Linked DNA regions of Mus musculus: region 2 is linked to region 1. A link is a contact called in public HiChIP or PLAC-seq data. All regions are on one chromosome and are shown on one strand. Each heading gives the region's core, a stretch centred on a gene start, on an enhancer-like site or on the middle of the called end of the contact. The rest is flanking DNA. Distances are from core to core; before and after follow the strand shown. Region 1 holds the start of Traf2 (TNF receptor-associated factor 2). Region 2 holds the start of Noxa1 (NADPH oxidase activator 1).

The links. HiChIP or PLAC-seq counts read pairs in DNA pulled down with a chosen protein or histone mark.
Region 2: a contact with region 1 is called in a FOXA1 HiChIP or PLAC-seq map of pancreatic cancer cells. The contact joins the promoter of Noxa1 here to the promoter of Traf2 in region 1. A contact is called at or near these places in 8 of 39 promoter capture datasets (the HPC-7 cell line, cranial neural crest, embryonic stem cells and 4 more) and 1 of 115 datasets of contacts at active chromatin or transcription factors (pancreatic cancer cells).

Annotation. Positions count from the first base shown.
Region 1 is chr2:25,545,625-25,551,032 of GRCm38.p6, reverse strand. It overlaps Traf2 (TNF receptor-associated factor 2), which reads left to right and starts at 4,093. Exons shown (of 11, transcript NM_009422.3): 1 at 4,093-4,171. It overlaps Gm35476 (a long non-coding RNA gene), which reads left to right. Exons shown (of 4, transcript XR_866044.3): 3 at 1-1,429; 4 at 2,968-3,108.
Region 2 is chr2:25,093,687-25,099,344 of GRCm38.p6, reverse strand. Noxa1 (NADPH oxidase activator 1) reads left to right here and starts at 4,140. Exons shown (of 12, transcript NM_172204.4): 1 at 4,140-4,597. The coding sequence starts at 4,421.

The sequences.
Region 1 (5,408 bases), core at 2,844-5,343:
AAGCAGGTTGGAACCAAGTGATCTGCCAGAGCGTGCTGGGGTGGGCTATGATGACTGGACAGGACAAGTGTGTACAGTAACATGTATGTGGAGGTCAGAGTACAACTTTGGGTGTCGTTCCTCACCTTACACCTGGAGACAGGGTCTCTTGTTTGACACTGCTAACTTAGGCTGGGCTAGCTGGTTTGTAAGCGTCCAGTAATTCTCATCTCTGCTTCCTGTCTTGCATAAGGCACACAGGACTACAGCGGTAAACTACTGCATCTGGCATTACACGGGTCCTGGGGGTCTGAACTCAGGTCCTACCACTTGCACGGCAAGCATCTTACCTACTAAGCCATACAGAGCTCATCACTTACCCTGCATTCCTGTGCCTCCAGAGACTCCCTCATTCCTGCTGCCAGGAGGACACTGGTCTAAAAGTACTCACTATGAAGTGAACATCACTGCCTGATGAACCCCTAGAATGGCCCCCAAGGAGCCATCCAGAAAGGCCCTCAAGTCTCCTGTATTCCCCAGGCAGTTGCATGAGTGCAGGCGATTTGCGAATTAATACTGGCATGGGCCTTTCTGGAAAGCTCTAGCCAGCTGACTGCAGAGTAAGTGTGGAAACTGTCTTCTCTCGGAAGCAAGCATGGGGCTGGACTTTAGATGCCCGAGGAAAGGGAACACAAGAGTAAACTCTTGAGGTGAGTGGACACGGCACCTCTGGGACCACTGTCAACACCAGAGGAGCATCCCCTGTGCAGGATACTGTGAGGGACCATGTCAGCCTTTCCGCCTCCTGTCCCTGGCACAAACTGGGCTCTGTCCCAAAAGGCAGACTATCTGAAGTGAGGTGAGGGGTCCTAAAGGGACAGCTCAGCCTGGAGGTCCGAGTGAGCAATCAGAACCAGGCACCCCAGTGCACAAGCCACACCAAAGAGGCAAGAACAGCAAAGAGAAAGACAGCAGGGAACCACGTTGCCCAAAGGGCCACAGTTTGCTTCGAGAAGCCTTCGGACAGGGGTGGGAGGAGGGTCACACTGGAAGCTGACTCCTCAGAACCAGTGGGAAGCTGCCTAGTGTCCTGGTCTTGGCCAAGTCAAGGCAGCTGGTGTCCATTACATCGGCTTTGATTTATAGTCAAGCCCACAGGCCCTCAGCTCACAACATTGTGACCTAAGACAGCAGCTTTCTCTTTAGTACCCTGGCACCTGGGTACAGTCACATGCCTCCAGGTCCTGCTGTCAGTGGTTCTTGGCTGACGCTAGTTCTCAGGGAGTGAGCAGGTGCTGTGTGGGTCCTCCTGAGTCTGCCCAAGGGACACCCCAACCTCTGCCTCGCCCTCAGTGGCTGTCTTGCTGAGTAACTTTTGCTTTCTTTTTAGCAGGAAGAAACCCACATGGGAATCCCCAACAATCACAGTGACTCACCCATTTCCCAGCCAGTGAGTGAAATGAGTCCCCAGGATGTCACCCAATTCTGTACTGGTGGGTGGGGCAGTGAGAGCACCTCCCATTCTCTTGATCTGGTCTAATTCTGGTACACACTCTACAGACCAGCCCCTCTCATCCCCTCCCCCAAAGAGTGCACATAAAATCTCCAAGTAGAAAAGTCTAAAGTGACATTTTTGTGGCAGCAGGTGTTGTACTGGTAGGCTATGGTTAAGGTTGTTATGGCAACGATGGTCTCTGGCTCTGTTGCCTTTAAGGTCTGTGGGCACAGTTGCCAATGAGATCTTTGGTGGATGTGGGTGAGGGAAGGTCTGGAGCATGGAGCACACCTGCATTTTGCCCTGAGGGAGCAGATGCTCTCAGCGAATGAGCTTACGTTCAGGCTAGCTTCTCAGGCTCCTCGGGGCTCTCAGGAAACACCTCCTCCCACTGGTAAAGAAGGCTCCACAGGTGTGGACTCACTACCGTGAATAAGCCCCAAAGGCTCCAGGAAGCTACGTGACCCAGCAGTTGCCTGAACTTCAGCAGAAGAGGACAACTTTGCTGTCCTATGGGTGGGATTCCTGATTCAGTTAGGGGAATTCCAACTTCCACAGGAGCAAGGGTGTGCAGTCAATGTGGTTGGATCAGCAGTGCCTGCTGCAAGCAGCTCTTGTCCCAGAACAGTTTTCATAGCTGCAGGATCTCACTTGGACTCCCTCGGCTCCCAGAATCCTTGCAATCTTCATTAAACTGCTACCAGAGTTATTAGGGTCAGAGCCTGTTTTGGCATCCCGAACAAGCCCTGCTCAATCATTTGTCCTCAATAAGCTAATCAGAGGTGAACTTTACCAGTGAAAAGCAGAAAAGATCTATTCAATGTATCCATACTAGAAAGAAAAACAAAGAGATTCAATGACACAGCCTTCACCATATCTACCTTCCAGCTCCTGGATGAAGTAATTAACTTCAAGTAGAGGCTGGAGGTATGCATCACTAAGTAGGCTGGGTCAAGGTGTGGTCCTGTCCATCACTGACCCATCATTGTCTGAGCTCGGCTAGCCTGCAAGATGGCCTGAAGCTGCACATCTCTTCCCAGGAGACAAGTTTCTTCCTCGGTTGGCCCCAGGCTTCAGCCTTCTTTCTCCTTCTGAGACTCCTGGAGAATAATTAAATTTCCTGGGGTACATTGTTTCAAGAGACTGGTTGCCAAAGAGAAGAGCATAAGTATCTCTTAAAGTCAGTTACAGAATGAATGCAGGCAAGACACAGAGGGTAGAGTGCAGAGGTGTCCATCCTTCCACACTGTGATATAACAGCTACAAATGTTGGGATGCTATCCTGGGATACATGCTGTGGGTTGGACACCCCTGATGGTGAGCTCTAAATACTTTGTGTGTATATACATATATGTGTATGGTGTTGTTTATATGTGGTTATGTGTGTAGCGTGTGTGTGTGTGTGTGTGTGTGTGTGTGTGTGTGTGTGTGATGTCTAGAGATATATAGAGATATGTGTCAGCATATATATATATTTTTTTTCTTTTTTGCAGGAAGAGATGACTCAGGAGTTAAGAGCTCTCTCAGAGTTCTGAAGTTTGGTTTGGGTCCCAGCTCACAAGAGCCTGTAACTTTTTTTTTTTTTTTAAGATTTATTTATTTATTTTATGAGTACACTGTAGCTGTCTTCAGACACACATCAGAAGAGGGCATCCGATCCCATTACAGATGGTTGTGAGCCATCATGTAGTTACTGGGAATTGAACTCAGGACCTCTGGAAGAGCTGTCGGTACTCTTAGCCACTAAACCATCTCTTCAGCCCTGAGCCTATAACTTTTGCTCTAAGGGATACAATGGCCTCTTTGTATGGAATCCCTGGATACTTCACTCATGTGCACAGACATACATACTTATAATTTTTTTAAAATACCTTTTTAACAGGACTGCAGAGATGAGAATAGACAATTGTCAGAGGTGTACAAATCTACATGTTGACGTAGACTCAAGTCTCCAAACATAAGCTTTCTTGGGGGACATTTCCCTGTTCATGTGGTTGAAGGTGCTCTTGATGAATCCTTCAAACTTTTTTAAAAACCTTTTTATTGGTTCATTGTGCATTTCACATCATGCACCCCATCCCACCCATCTCCCCCTCCCCTTGTACCTGCCTTTCATCCTTGCAACCTCTCCCACAACAGATGGAAAAAAATCTCGTCGCGGAAGCTGTAGTATGTCAGTTTGTTCCACAGTATACCCTTTTGTCTACACTTCTTTGTTCGCAAATATTCATTGAAATGTTAACTCTTTAAACTTTTAAATTACACTTATTCGTCTATTTGTGTGTATGACTAAATAATGCATAAACCCCTGCTCTCTTTCCACGATGTGGACCCAGGGCTCGAACTCGAGTTACATTTGGTGGCAAGTGACTGCAAGTGACTGACGTCCACGAAGAGAGGCTCAAGGCAGCTTCCTCAACAACCTTGCTAGGAACCGGAGAAACCGGCTTAGCCCCCACCCCCTGCGCCGCTCTGACTAATCACCGCTCTCTGCGGTTCCGTGCTCGTTCCTGGTAGGTTCCTGCTTCCGTCTGTCAGCGGGCAGAGTCAAGGCGGCCTATTTGACAAATCGACGGCCGCTGCTGCTCCCTGTGAGCTCCTGGTAGGCGCGTGCGTCTGTCCGTCAGACGGGGCGGGCCGCGGCAGCGGGGGTGTTTCCCGGCGAGCGCTGAGTTCCGGGCGCGCGAAGACCGTTGGGTGAGGCGGCGCGGATCTAAGCGGGGGGTCTACTCTCAGCGGCGGCCGGGCTGGGGTCAGGCGCGGGGTGGGAGTGGCGGTTGGGGGTCAGATGCGGGGCCGCCGCTGTCTGGGTGAGGTGGGTGGGTAGACTTTTCGGAGCCGCGGAGCCGGAAACTGAAAGTCGCGGGAGGGGGGCCGGAAAAGTTCGCGACGTCCGCAGCGGTGCTTGGCTGCGCGCCTACCGCGGTGGCTCGGGGTTACAGCAGTACGGTCCCTGCCCCAGATCTCGGTCCGGCATCGCGCCCGAGGGACCCACGAGCCCCACTTGCCCTTACTGGCCTTGAGCGAATACCTGGTCTCCCAGGCCACTTTTACCGCTCACCTCCCACCCACTTATGCTTTTTGGATGGGGCAGTCAAATTTGGTCTGCCAAATTTACGTCGCCTTTTCTGACACCCGGCTACACAAATCACGGACACCACCTCCCCCATAAGGCCTCTTCCCTGTTGGTGGTTTACCTTCCCTGTCCTCCTTTATTTTTTCAGATCTCACCTTTCTGCCCCTCAGAACCTCTGTTTCTCTGGAAACTATCTTGCTTTTTGTAAAGTAGTCTGGCCTCGAACTACTGAGTGCTGGGATTAAAGGGCCTGCGCCACCACCGCCCTGGAAACTATGTTGATGGGATAGATGCATATGTGTCAGGGTGTGGAGACTGATCCCAGGGCCCTTAACCTCCTGACGCCTGCCTAATGGAGGTTGGACCTAGTGTATATTCCACATGATGGACTTGAAGCCCTGAGTAGGTGGAAAGGACATGAGATTGATTAGAACTCACAGACGTACTCCCAGCGGGCCCCAAAATCGGAGAAACAAACTTTCAGCTCCGTGGACACAATGCAATGTCATCATTGTCTTGTGTGCAACTCACTAGCTTGGCTACCAGTCCCCCAGAGAAGTCACAGTTGACCTTGCCACCACGGCCCCTTCCTGCCTGCGTAACTGACTGAGAAAGGTGGTATTTAGTGACCCAAAGTTAACTGTTATCAGGTGGAGACCCCAAGCAATCTCAAATTGATGTTTAAGTCTTAAAAATTAACTTTATTGCTGAATACTTAATGATGGATTTATAAATACTTGAGTTTTAAAAGCTGAAGGAAGGGTTGTTTTTTATCAAGCCTTGTGTGTACATCTGGAAGGCTGAGTGCTGTCAGCAGTTGTGTCTCTGGTCTGAACTGGTGGCTCCTTGCCTGCCTAG
Region 2 (5,658 bases), core at 2,891-5,390, 450 kb after region 1:
TGCCCTCAGTGATCATGTTGGACATATGGGAAGTGGGATGTAGCCTCTGGTCTCTCAAGGGCTGGAGGATTCAAAAGTTACCGTAGAAAACTCACTGCTAGTCGTACAGCCCCAAAGAAGTAGCACACAGGCTTTCTATGCTAAGGCCACAGATAGCCACTAGAAACTGGTCTCTGGGCCCCTCTGCTGGCCAAGTCCAGTCTCTTCCCAGTCACTCTCCATCAGCAGGACAGCACTGTTCTTAGATCAGCTGGCTGAAAGTTACTGTGCCTCCACCCCACCCCACCCCCGAGCACCTTCCTGCTTGCACACCCAGGAACTCTCTGCACCAGGCAGGCCCTGCCCTCAGCCGCCACTGTGATAGCATACAACAGAGCATGGGAACCACCCAGGGCCCAGTTCATCTGTTTGTCCTAACTGGAGCAGAATCTGGCCTCACTGGGTCCACTGAGAACAGTGCCCATCCCAGTCTCTCTGCTGCTTCTCTTTCTCGCTTCCAGCCCACCTTGGGCTGGCTCTGTCTGGAAGAAGCATCAGGCTCCAGGGAACACTGGTAGGTCAAGGTGTGTCCCTCCTGTCCTCTTTCTGGGTCTGGCATGGGGAATGACCGTGGGGTGAGGGATGGGAGACTCCTGGCTCAGTCTAGAGCACTGGCTTTGAGTGGGTTCCCAGTTCCCTCTGTATTCTGACTTGCTGGTTCCGACTTGGATCTGGTCCCGTGTAGGTTCCAAGGTAGGTCTCCAGGTCCTTCAGGCCCTAGCTGAGGGTTACACGTGACTCTGGACTTGCCATATAGCCTGGGAGACAAGGGGAGGGAAGAGATGCACAGTGGGGCAGAGCTGGTACCTGGAGCCTACTAGGAACAGAACACAGCAGCCCTCAGATGCCAGAGACACCAAGGCAGCCAGGACAAAGGAGGGATTGAGAAGGCTGGCTGGCATAACTGGGCCTCTGCAGCCAGGCTGGCTCAGGCCTCCTCTGTAAACACCACTACTTACTCACAACTCCTCACCCTGAGTCTGCACACATCTCAGAAATGTCCCACAGTTTATCAGCGTAACTCATATACAATAAAGCTTGCCTTCTGCACAGTTCAACTAAAGGACATCTCATTATCTGCCAGAGATCACCCCACACTTCCTCCTCTCCTCTATGAATTTGCTTGTTCTGGATATTTTCCACAAACAGGATCATAGAATATCTGTGTTTTTACAAGTGGCATGTCTCCTCAAAGTATACCCAAGCTATATCAGAGCCTCATGCCTTTTTATAACCGAATGAAAAATAATTGCCTGGATGGAGCATGAATGTATCAGTAATCAGACATCTGGTTTGGTCTCCCCACCTCCTTTTGCTATTATAAATAGTGTCACTTGGAACACTTGTATGTATGTTTTGTTTGCTTCCTTTTACATTTTTATTTATTTATTTATTTAAGACAGTGCCTTGCTATCTAGTTGAGGCAAGCCAGTCGACTCACTATCCTGCATCAACCAGTGCCAACAATATACCCAGCTACTCTGCCAGCTTTGTGTGGATACATTTCTATTTATCTGAGGAACCACTAGACTATCTTTCACTACGATGGTGGTATCATCTTGGGCTTCCATTTGCAGTACACAGATCTTACTTTCCGACAGCTTCACCCACACTTGTCTGGCCCTCTGTGGAAAGTCTGGCCCACACCTGTGCTCCCGGGACAGCATTGGCTCATGTACACAAAGGAGAATCCTCGGGTACCCTTCCATTGCTCACCCCACCTCCCCTCTAGATCCTGCAAGGCCAGAGGAGGAGAGGGTAAATGACCCCATGTCCAATTCACTTTCTTGAGTGACCTCTCTTAAAAGGAAATTGAGGCTTGGCCCTCAGACATGACCTTTTCAAGCTGGTATAGAAGTTCCCTTGGACCCTTCAGCAAACATGGAGATAAGAGCCTGTATAGCATCTAACTTCTATAATCCACCTTCCTTTAAGAATCATCAGTGAATTTGAAATCATTCCCAGAGGATGTCCTGCCACTCAGATGCCAGTCAAACAAGGGCTATGGACCTACATGGAGCCAAAAGCATGTGTCTGTCCAACTGGCGTACCTCTGGACCGCACACCAAGACTTAACAGGGTTCCTGTCTACTTAAACATAAACTACCTGGCCATTATGGTGATCCATGCAAACCAATGTATGGAGAGCACATCATATATGCTCAGGGGAAAGTCACTGTGGCTGACACTTGGGGTTCATCAGAGAACAGGAGGAATTCCTTGTAGAACTTGGGACCATGTTCTACACCATGCAACATAAGAAAATGGGCTGTCTTGGTTAGTTTTCTATAGCTGTATAGACACCTTGACTAAGGAAACTTAGAGAAGAAAAAATTGATCTGGGGCTTACAGTTCTAAGAGTGAGTCCATGTCCACCAGGGCAGGAGCATGGTGGCAGGTAGGCAGATGTGGCTCTACAGTTGTAGCCAAGAGTGTGTGTTTTGATCTACAAGCATGAAACAGGGAGCAAGAGAGCTAATTGGGAATGGTGTGGGCTTTTTGAAACCTCAAAGTCCAATCCCCAGGGACATACTCCCTCCACTGAGGAAATACCTCCGGGCCCTTCCCAAACAATTCCACCAAGTGGGAACCAAGCATTCAAATGTATGAGAATATGGGGGTCATTTTCATTCAAACCACCATATGGGCTATGGAACATTCTAGAAAGAATTCTGACCTATGGAAAAGAAAATGGGCAGATGGGGCTGGGAAGGCAGGGATAGAGTTTAGGCTGGGCTTCCAGGAAGGGGCAGTGAGTAGCAAGAGGGAGAGGAGCCAAACAAGGGAAAGTGACCAGCCTGCACGGAGACAATACAAGATCTGGGTATTGGGGCAGAATGGCTGCACTAGGACTTAAAGAAGTCAGGTTAGCAACATCCACGTACTCCAGGCAGCAGTTTAGGGAAACTCAGCCCATAGAGAAATGCCAAGGGACACAGCCCCTGGGAACTCAGGATGACAAGCACTGCTGAGCACCAACTGTTTGCTGACACTATGAGATCTCATTCAGCTCTCAGAAAAGCCTTCGTAGGACAGAATTGATTGCTGCCATTGTTACACGTATGGAGGAATGAAAAGTTAGCTGTCCTGCGTCACACAGGAAGGAGAATCAGCTGTGACTCTGAGTACAGGGGATCAACAACCAGGCAAGGAAGGGTAATGAGCCCACGATACAGCTGAGCCTAGCTACTTGGATTGGGTGTTGTGGTGTTATTTCATGTGTCAACCCTGCCAAGCCATGGTGCCCCAAATGTCAGGGAGAAAACTTCAGTAGAGATTAATGTTGGTATCAGCAGTTTGGGGAAGGCACATGACTCCCATACTGTGGATGGGCCTTATTCGAGCAAGATTATGAAGGTGGACATCAACTTCTGGGTGTCCTGCAGAGTCTACATTGGGCTGCCCCACCTGTCTATACAAGACACAATCCCTGTCCAACCGCTAGTTTTTCTGGATAGCTGTGATCCACCTGGAGAGCAGTGTAGAAGACTCAGTCCCAATGGCCACACTCGCAAGGGAGAGTAGCAGCCAGGCCAGCGCCCACTAGTGGAGAAAGCCCTCGCGGGCTGCCCCACCACCGACCGATACACCTGACTCCGAGGCCCCAATCCGGCTTCTAAGGCCTAGCCACATGGCATCCAGTCCGGCCCATCTTGTTGCTCCAGAGTCTCCAAGCCCACCCGGTCACTTCTGAAGAGGCGGGTCTGGAGGTCGAGCTCTACCAGCCTTTAGATTGTTTCTCCTTTAGGCCGCCCACTTGCCTGACCACGCTGACCTCTGAGCAAGCAGCTCTGCAATGCACCGTCCATACTGACCCCGGAACCTTGGCCCGGTCGTGCAGCACTTTCCCCGGGGTTTCCCCAAACACTCTGCAGTTTTGCATAATAGACGTCGGGGGCCCATCTAGGGCACACTGAAGTTCTGAACTTGCCAGAAAAAAGATGGTGTGGGCTTGGCTTGAGTAAGGGGCGTGCTCACACCTGCTTCCTGGCAAGAACTAGGAGGTGGAGAAGGCGTGTCCATATTGAGATAACCGTGGTTTCATTGGCGTTGAGCTAAGCCAGGGAGTGGACAGATAGGCCTGACGAATGCAGGGGTGTGGCTATGTGATCATAGACCCTCTCCTCAGTGCTAGGGACTTGTTTAAGTAGTTCTAGGCGGGGCGTGAGAGAGGGGCCTAAGCCTTGGGCCATCTACTCAGTTTCAAGGACCGACTGTCACAACTCCAGTTGTCTTGCTACCAGCTGCTTCTCATTGCTGTCCCGGTCCCCTTGGCCCTGGCCTACGGCCTCCCAGCTTCTGTGGGGCACCCTCCTCCTGTCCCACGCGCTCCAGCTAGAATCGCTAACTTCCTTCGCCTCAAAGCAGGCGTCCCCGCTCCATGAGCTCTCTAGGGGATCAGATACGGGACTGGCACCGGGGTGTGCTGGCCGTGGCACGCGAAGACTGGGACTCTGCGCTGTGCTTCTTCTCAGATGTCCGAGAGCCGCTGGCTAGGATGTACTTTAACAGGGGCTGTGTGCATCTGATGGCAGGGGATCCCGAGGCTGCGCTGCGGGTAAGCACCCCAGGACTGGATAACAGATTCCCCTCTCACATCCCTGGTGGAGGCTTTAGGGGAATGCAGATGAAGATGTGACTGCGAACATAAAACCTTATCTTCCAATGGGCATCCTGGAAAAAGACGCTCTTCCGCACCTTATAGTCAACATAGAAGAAGGGGAGGAATCCCTGCCCTTTACCCTGTCATTTACGTAGAGATTGTTCAACTAATGTCCTCTCTTAGTGCCTGCCTGAGGCAGGTTGGAGCTTTGTGGTTAGAAGACCCCTCTTTTTGTTGAGACCAGAATGGGAAGCAGGGCGCCTTCAGTCTCTATAGCCATATAAGCCAAATGCGGCAACTGTACCAGACCTGGCCTGCCCAGGCTCTCTGGTGCTCAGGACTGAGGAAGGAGCATACCCGAAGGCAGGCTGGTGGCTGGGTCAGAGCAGTCAGGGGCTCTGCACGTCCTCTGATAGTGTGCATTTCAGCAGATGCTTGTGATGGGATGGTGGCACACAGTCTGTCATTCCGGTTCTGAGTGAGCACTCACATGAATCTCCACCTGCTTCTCAAAGCAGACCTACTCAGGGGAGCACACTGTAGAGTGAGCATCAGGGCATCCCCCCTTCATGTTCACCATTCCTGGGTGTATGATAGAAGCCCTCAGCACTCTGCCTACAACGCAGACCTACCTGGACACCACAGATGGAAAGCAAAGACACCCAAGACCAAGGGTGAGAGCAGAAACCTGGGCTGTGTGGAGATGGTCTCTTTATTATTTCTTTCTGGAAGCCTTAATTATTTATTTATTTACATGTGTGTATAAATCAGGAGGAAACTTGTGGGAGTCAGTTTTCTCTTTCCCATGTGGAACCTAGTGATCAAACGCAGGTCATTAGGCATGGTGGCAAGTATCCTTACCCACTGAGCCATCTTGCCAGCTCTCTTCTATTACGTCTTACATATTTATCTGTACCTATTGTTTCTTCATTAGAAGGGTTTTGTTTGAGCCACGAATAGTGATGCCTGCCTTTAATCCCTCTGGAGACAGAGGTAGGCTCTGCACATCTGAAGTT